Regions from separate parts of the Triticum aestivum genome. Here region 2 is linked to region 1. The links are chromatin contacts, called in public Hi-C maps. All regions are on one chromosome and are shown on one strand. The core of a region is the stretch at or near the end of the contact, and the rest is flanking DNA. Distances in the headings are between cores, read along the strand shown. Region 1 holds the start of LOC123045071. Region 2 has its middle 170 kb from the start of LOC123045071.

Region 1 (4,374 bases), core at 1,209-3,708:
TTACCTCAAGCCTATCAAACAGGTTTTTTTGTTCTCTATTTCTTAATTAATAAAAGTTGTAGTAGGGTTTTATCCTACTGTTTATAGTAAAAAAATAACAACTTTATTATTGCCTCTAGGGCATCTTTCCAACAGTCTCCCACTTGCACTAGTCAACAATCTAGTATTAGATGGTAATGAACCTAACACCCATAGAGTTCTGGTGGTGGTCATGTTTTGTCCATGGAAGAGGTTTAGTTAACGGATCTGCAACATTCAGATCCGTATGTACTTTGCAAATGTTTATGTCCTCCTCTTTGACTGCATCATGGATGGAGTTGAAGCGTCGCTTTATGTGGCTGGTCCTCTTGTGAAACCTTGGTTCCTTAGCTAGAGCAATGACACCAGTTTGCTAGGCAAATGTGTTTAATAGAGCTTTGAGGTATATCAGCTATCTTGCGTTTGCTTGCATGAGAACCAGGGTATCATCTGCATACTACACTACTGGAAAATCTAGAAAAGAGTTGACTTGAAGTGGTGAAGTAATAAGACCCAGTCTCATGGCCTTATTAAGTATTGATTGTAGCAGATCAGCAACCAATACAAAAATTAATGAAGACAGTGGATCACCCTGTCTAACTCTTCTTCTACAATAGAATTTTTTTGTGAGGAACTCCATTCAACATCACAGCTGATGAGGCTGATGTGAAAAGTAATTGCATCCAGGAAGTCTACCTTTCTCCAAATCCCTTTGCTATGAGTATATCAATAATAGCTTGATGCTCAATAGTGTCAAAAGCTTTCTCAAAATCCAGTTTAATTACTAGCATCTGTTCTTTTGATTTGTGACATCGATGGATATATTCATATGCCCAACCAAGACAGTCCTGGATCACTCTGTTCTTGAGGAATCCATATTGGTTAATGTGTACCATTTGAAGAATAACTCTTTGCAATCTATTGGCCAACAACTTGGTAATTATCTTAAGAACTCCATTTAGCAAAGAAATCGGTCTGAAGTCATTAGGGGAAACTGGCACTTCCTTTTTTGGGATCAGGGTAATGAAGGATGTGTTGATGCTTTCAAGATTTACATTACCAGCATGAAAAGCCATGATAAGCTCAGTGATATCCATTTTAATGATGTCCCAACAAGCTTTAATGAACTCATTTTAAAATCCATCAATGCCTGGAGATTTGTCTATAGGAAGGTTTTTTTACCACATCATCAATTTCCTCCTATGTAAAAGGCTTCTCAAGATCTTGGAAAACCTCAGGCTCCACTCTTTGTTGACAAACCACGTCGCAAAACTTGGTGACGCTAGTCTGGATAGTGTGTCAGTAGTACGACAACGACCTCACGTTGCAATGTTGAATGATCTACACGTCGTAGGGTGCAACGTGCTTTCGTGCGTGAAACATTTCATGCACTTGCTACCAGAAGGCCTCTCCTTTGCTCATGCCTACGAAATTCGCGGATACGTCCAATCACGCATCTCACAACAACTCGTCCTCCATGATCGAGTAGCTCACCATCCTTCATACTCTAAAAAACGACATAACATTTGAAAATAAGGTCAATGACATTTGACCGAAGACTTGCCGGGCATGGTGTCCGCCATGGAGGTCGTCAACAGGGGGCGGAGTGTACCTAGGTACAAAAGGTTACAGGGTGGACAACTCTGTTGTAAAGGCGAGAAGGCCCGTCGGTGCGACTTGTGGACGTCCAACAATGCCTCTGTGGCGGCTGGTGACGTACAACAACGGCGGCAGAGGTGGAGGGTGTGGATGCAAAGTAAGGGGGAGAAGGAGCGGAGTGGAAGACAATAGGATCGGGAAGGGGGATTGGGTGGGCCGGGGGTGTCAGAGTCCTACATGTCTGCTGTCCGGACTCGTGTAAAGTTCCCCCACCTTGTCTCCAATTTACGGGAGAAAACACGTCTGAACCGCCCCGCGGACCGATGCGGACCCGATTTAGATGACTTCCGCGGTCCGGACGGGTACAAGCGGTTTACGGATCCGGCTTGAAGATGCCCTTAGTGACACTCAGAATTCTCCAAAACTAAGCCTGCTTAATTATTCTCATTTTCTTTGTAAGAACCTTTGTATTTGTTTTCTCGTGATTAATTTATAGGCAACTTAATCTACCAATTTCTTCAAATAGCGCGAATCAATTTGTAATTGAATGAGTATCCTCAGTTCACGAGGTTTAAATCCTGATGCTTGTATTATTTTAGATAAAAATACTCAAACTAGCGTCGGCAGGCGGTGGTGGGTACGTGAAGAAAGATCTGAAAAAAAAGAGAGAAAGGAGAGCACCGGCTGGGGTCTAGAGGAGAAGAGAAGGAACGAGTGGTGGAGAAATCGCGGTGGAAAGACAAGGTTTGACCCCAGCCAAAAGCGGTGCGTGGGGCTGCGGTGCGTGTCACGCACGCGTGTCACCGCGCGAGATTAGGCCGTTCGGTGGGCCGGTGTACATCATTTATACCAATCCCAATCCCCAACCAAAGCCCCAAGCCCGCACCGCACCGCACCATGACTCCGCCGCCGCAGCCGCAGCCGCAGCCGAGCCATGACTCGCTGCCGGCGCTGCCCGATGACCTCATCGTCGAGATCCTCCTCCGACTGCCGCCTGACGAGCCGGAGTATCTCTTCCGCGCCTCCCTCGTCTGCAAGCTCTGGGGCAACCTCCTCTCCGGCCGCGCCTTCCGCCGCCGCTACCGCGAATTCCATCAAGCACTTCCCGTGCTGGGATTCTTTCGTAACCTGTCCGGCCTAGCCCGCTTCGTCCCCACTACGGCATTCCGCCCTCCCGACTCCGGCAAAAGCTTCGCCTTCGATTGCCGCCATGGCCGCGTCCTCCTGAGCGACCGCAGCTTCCCGGATTCCTTTACCCTCTGGGACCCCATGACCAACGAGAAGCAGCGCGTGCGCCACCCCGCCATCCGGGGGAGTTGCTACAACGCGGGGGTGTTCTGCGCCACGCCCGGCTGCGACCACTTTGACTGCCATGGGGGTCCTTTCCTGGTGGCCTTCGTCGGCACGGACCCCGACGACGACGGCGCGCGCGCCTGCCTCTACTCTTCAGAGACCGGTGTGTGGAGCTCGCCGTCCTATGTTGAGTTCGGTTATGAGCTCGATTCCTATGTCGACTCGATGCCCCCCGTCATGGTGGGAGACGCTCTCTACTTCACCTGTGGGACCGGCAGCCTGATCCTGCGCTACAACTTGGCCGGCGATCGGGGCCTATCAGTGATCGATGCCATGGACGTTTACGAGGGTGGGGATAACCAGGATGGGGGTGGCGTTGTCATCATGCCAGTGGAAAATGGTGGACTTGGGCTCGCTGTCCTTAACATGTTCACCCTCTACCTGTGGGTGCTGAAGACGGGTCCTGGCAGAGCCGCGCGGTGGAAAAAAAGTGGGGTCATCAAGCTCGATATGCTCTCCATTGGCGACCCAAGGCACTCACTGTGTCTGCTGTCCGCCTTTGCCAAGGGCCGCGCTTCCGATGTCATTTTCGTCAGCACGCATGCTGGTGTCTTCATGATCGAGCTCAAGTCGGAGCAAGTGACCAAGGTGTGCGAGAAGGGATTGTTCAATGTCTTTCCTTACATGAGCTTCTGTACTCCAGGTACTATCCTCAACCTTACCAAGTTCTATACGATTGAACTTTGTGGACATTCCCCCGCAAATAAAAATAAAAAAAGTTTGTGGACATTCAGTCATAATGGAATATATATAGAACTGAGTTTGCAATTTGTAAGATTTACCTAGGCAATCGTCGATACATATATTGTGTTGATGTGCTCTATTGCTCTGTCTCCTTATTTTCTTTTTGATGGCACTGCAATTTTTATATCTCAAAAAAAAATGTTATGAACAAAAGGCTTGAGATAAGCCACAAAATAGGAAAACTGCATATCTATATGTAATCCAAACAAGCAAAGCAAAGCAATATTACATGATCAGCTATTCTTGCAGCCATGACTTAACAAACTCTGCCCATTGTTGCCATTTAAATAAAGGCGCCACGGTCAATGTTATCATTGCTGGTGTAACACATCATGCTACAACAGGGGCGGTCTGAAGTGAAACTGATGGCATGGCGACCCAAGGATGTGGCAACAGAGAAAATTTCTTTAACATTGCAAATCAAAGGCGACAAAATAAGCTTTTTTTGAAAAAGTTAATACAACAAACTAGTCGACACAACACTAACTAAAAGATAACCGGGCTTGGTTTACACAAGTATGCACACATGCAAGAGCATTGTCCAACAAAACTATTCATCTACGACACTAATAACTACTTAAAAAAATATACTACACTAATAACGAGCTAGTAGAAATAACATGTTATGGAGTAAACAACCAAAACATGGTAAATTAGTAC
Region 2 (4,374 bases), core at 1,159-3,658, 170 kb before region 1:
CATAGACCCTTGGCTCGGCGATACGCCTTGAGTGTGGAGAGCCGATCCTCGACTGTGTGGCCGCTGCGGGGCCCTTCTATCGCCACCCCACGATGATTGTCAGAGATCGTGGTCGAGGTGGGTGGGGGACGCCCTGGAGGAGCCGGAAGGGGCATGGCTCCCCTGAGATGGGCGCGGCTGCCTTGCCCGCCCCCAGTCCCACCTTTAGAGCGCCGCGGCTCGCGTCGCCTGGAAATCTCCAGCGCCTCTTCCTGTAAGAAAGCGAGAGAAACAGCGGTATCTAGATCTTTGGGATTATGAACTAAAACAACAACACGAATTTCATCCCTAAGGCCATCCACATAACACAAAGAGAATAACGCATGATCCCAGGTAGTGTTGTGTGCTAGCAGGGAGTGCATGATTTCAGTGATTTTTGCGGTGTAATAAGATCCTGAATCCATCTGTCGCAAATGAAACAACTGCCGCAACAGGACGCTGAACTCGTTTCTCTCAAATTGCTCACAAACAACCGCGCAAAACTTCTCCCACTCCATGCTGTGTAAGTCAAAAATGTTGTTCTCTAACCACACCATGGCAGCCCCGGTGAAATGCATGGCCGTGGTGTCGACCCAGAACTCCGGGTCCAAATGAAACACTCTAAAGTATGATTCACAATTGCGCCTCCAACTGCGTGGCCTCTCTCCCCCGAACAGCGGGAAATCCACCTTGGGCCTAGGCAGGTTAGGTGCACGCCGCTGGAACGGACTGCCTGAACGGGATGAACCCCGCAGTGGAGATCGCCCCAATGGCCTCGATCGGTGATCTGCCAGGTGTGAATTCTCCACAAGACGAGAGCTGGGGCCTGAAAACGTACCCGTGACCGGAGGCGGGACTAGGGTGGTCACCACCCCAGAGCCAACCCCCCGGTGAAGTAGGTCGACACGGTGGCCATCGGGCCCTTGGTTGCTACTGCCGTAGTTGGGAAACGGCGCGCCGGGTGGCCTTGGAAGGATCGGAGGCAGCTCCGAGGGCTTGAGGGTGAGGACGGGGTTGCGGGCGATGGTGTCGATCTCCTTGCGTACCTCCCCCATCTCCTGACGCAGATCGGTGAAGGACCGCTCCAGCTCGGGCCGCCACGCCGCCAGATCCGCCACCGCGGGCTGGATCTTGGCAAAGATGGTGTTGGACGCCACCACGGCCTTCATGATTGACGCATTCTGCTCCTGAATCGCCTTGAGCGCCGCCGCCAACTCCTCCACCCTCTGCTCCATCTCTACCGCCTGCCTCTGCTGCCGAGTGGTGTAGGTGGGTTTCTGTAGGTAATCCGGTGGATCTGATACCATATGTCATGCCCCTCTTACTCGATTCAAGCTTCCATGGAGGATTACAGCGAATTTGGCTAGGGTTTATGGGGAAGAGAAGGGGATCGGGAGGAAGGAGGAAGATACAGGGGAAGGGAAACAGGGAGAAGGTTCGACCAGCTACAATTCCGTGCCTCTCTACTCGGACCCGGGTCCATTTAACCCTTCGCTACATCTCCCAAGTCGACGGGTCGTAGAGCCTGTTGGGCCGCTTGCTCCTCTTGGGCCGTCCGGTGGCGCTGGTGGGCTCTGGAGGGACTGCTGACATAGTAGGGCCCATGACACTTCTGCACTCCAGGTACATATTGATGCACGTTTGAGAATTATGATGTGTGAATATTTGCAATGTCATATGCTCTGAGGTGCTCTTGCAGTCCTGCTCATAGGCAGGTTGCGCAAGGCTGTAATCTTATAGGCATCTCCTTGCCCCTACTGCCTATATGTAATCTTCAGGTCGTTTGTTTGTTTCAGCCTCTCCTTGGAGAACCTGTTTCATTCAAATTTTATCGACAATTCTTGAAATTGGCTTAGATATATTACTTCCTCCGTCCCATAATATAATACACTAGTGTAACAAAAGCTCTTATATTACCGGATGGAGGGAGTAAATCTGAATAATGTTATTGTTTTAGATTTCGTACCTAATTAGTCGGAATAAAGAGCTACAGCATGGTAATAAGCTTAATCAATTGTATCTTTTCAGATCGTGCTATGGGCAGACTGCCATCGCCATGAGGACCCACTGTCATCCTGTAACAAGGACCTGCTGCCCTTGGCTTGTTGCATCTAGTCTAGAAATAAAAATGACAGGAGCCACCCAGCCTCCTCACCGCTCGGGATTCCTGACCGTCGGATTTGTCTTCTGATTCGTTCTGAACTGTATGATCTCGCTTGGGAGAGATCTCGTCCGTTGGATCAAGTCGGATCACTGCTACAATGAATAGTAGTTTCCATCCGTTTTTCCTTACTGGTTTTGTTTACTCCGGAATTATTGTCTTACCTTGCTGACGTGTGGGGTCGATCCCTGGTGGGCAGTGCCGGTTAGCGACTGTGTCTGCGAGCGTGGTCTGTGTGTTATTTAGTGTAGAAGTATTCATGCCACCGCCTGTAAAACTGGATGGCCGTCGAGGGTATTTTGGACATTTTGCGTACCCCTATAAAACCGAAGCAGCAGCTACTAAAACCCTAGCCGGTTCCTCCCCTTGCACGGTCGTGCTGCCTCCCCTCGTCCAGCCCTCTCCCCGACCTCGCCGCCCCACACATACCTCCGCTTGCCCAGCCCTCTCCTCGACCTCGTCGTCCCACCCACATCGCCGCCACCGACGCCCCTTAGACCTCTCCATCGCGGACCTCTCTCCTTGTCTTCCTCGCACCACGGCGCCCGCAACCTCCTCCCTTCCATCAATAGAAGGGAAGGAAAGAGAAGAGGGAGGGCGAGCGCGTCAGACGGCGGCCATGGCGGCGCCGTCGTCCAACCTCGGCCTCAGAGTGCTGACCTCTCTCCTCGTCTTCCTCGCACCATGGCGCCCGCAACTTCCTCTCCCTACTGTAAACATAAGGGAAGGAAAGAGAAGGAGGGATGGCGAGCACGTCAGACAGCGGCCATGATGCTTGCAGATTCGTCGGCGCCGTCGTCTGACCTTGGCCTTCGAGTGCTTCTGCTCGGCGGGCATGACGGTATGGCCTGCCTGCTCCGCGCCCACACCATGGCCTGCTCGGGACGCCGCCCCTCTGCTCCATTTTTGGTCCTCTTCTGTTAGAGTGCTAGGTATACGACGGCATGGGCCATTTACCAACACTACAAGAGCAGTTTGATGCAGATAGGGCAACTCCCGTCCTGGAGAAACTACGGTCGACTCCTGGTCCTCGCAGCTATCCTTTCACCCTCCCACGTCATCAAAGAAGCCCATTGCACATCCTCCTGGTACCACCACGAACATCCACTCTTCATTGGTAGTAGTACATTGTAGCAGTACATCCTGGCCAGAGGCATGCCAATGTTCTCGAAGTAGACTAGAAGTGGACCGGAGTACTGGATGTTTGGACCACGGTTGCATCCTCAACTTTTTTGAGTAAAATTGGGGGAGGCAATCTCTGTATTTGGCCGGTTGCTTCATGTCTAGTTATGGGGGAGCAGTTCAGGTTAATGAAGAGATGAAAGTGGAGCGTTGGAGCTGAAGATTGAGGAGGGTGGTTGTACATAAAGTGGACTAGGCACGACGTGCTTCTAATTATTGCAGCGAGAAGATGTCCAGAGCATACGGGTCGCAAGGTGCCGAAAGCATCACCAGGCATTAAGCTGAGGCCATTGACCTATAAGGCTATAACTGATATTATGTAAGTTTCTCCCTCAATGTTGGATTCTTATGTACTAGCCCATCCCTGTTATCTCGAGAATCCAGTTCCCATACTGCTTGAAGGTCCGTCAGAAAACCAGGAAGGATATCAGTTTACACTGTTTGACCCCGTCTCATGGCATCTGTGACGTACATCAGTTCAATTTATACGTGTCCATTTTGCAAATTGTTGCATTCTGATAAACTGCAAGCATATGCACAGATGGAAGTGCAATCTGAAGGTAAAAAGGATATGTAATGCTATACATGTTGTGTGTATAAGAATAAAAGGGAATATATCATCGGATGGATTATTGATGCTTTGTGTCATTCTGCAATTAGCGTCATGGTTATTTAAGATAGAAGTGGAATGTTAATTGGCTGGTAGTGGCATGTTCAAGCATTTCTTTTATGCACAGAAGGTGCTGCATAAAAACAAATTCTTATACATGTTGTGTGTATAAGAATAAAAAGAAGTGGAATGTGTATTGGCTGGAAAAAAATTCACATACAGGAGTAATAAAGCATTAATTTTTATGCAGCACCTTCGGTTATAAGAATTTGTTTTCTAATTCTTGATGGTCAATCACAGGACATTAATTTTTGTTTGCTTTACAATTTTTCAGGAGTAATCAAATGTTAATTGGCTGGTAGTGGCATGTTCAAGTATGGAAAATGATGAGCTCCTACTTCTT

The links. Hi-C and Micro-C count contacts between places; a contact is called where the count stands out from the background.
Region 2: a contact with region 1 is called in a Hi-C map of leaf, with 5 times the contacts expected there. The contact joins the enhancer-like site here to the promoter of LOC123045071 in region 1. A contact is called at or near these places in 2 of 5 Hi-C or Micro-C datasets (both in leaf).

What each region holds. Positions count from the first base shown.
Region 1 is chr2B:390,716,978-390,721,351 of IWGSC CS RefSeq v2.1, reverse strand. It overlaps LOC123045071, which reads left to right and starts at 2,458. Exons shown (of 2, transcript XM_044467996.1): 1 at 2,458-3,613. The coding sequence starts at 2,515.
Region 2 is chr2B:390,883,750-390,888,123 of IWGSC CS RefSeq v2.1, reverse strand. It overlaps the pseudogene LOC123045073. Among protein-coding and RNA genes, the nearest start is that of LOC123045071, 170 kb to the right of the region's middle. Within about 2 kb of position 2,408, at least 2 of the 8 cell types and tissues checked have an H3K27ac peak or open chromatin away from gene starts, as enhancers often do. A contact at or near this core is called in leaf, where this site is marked.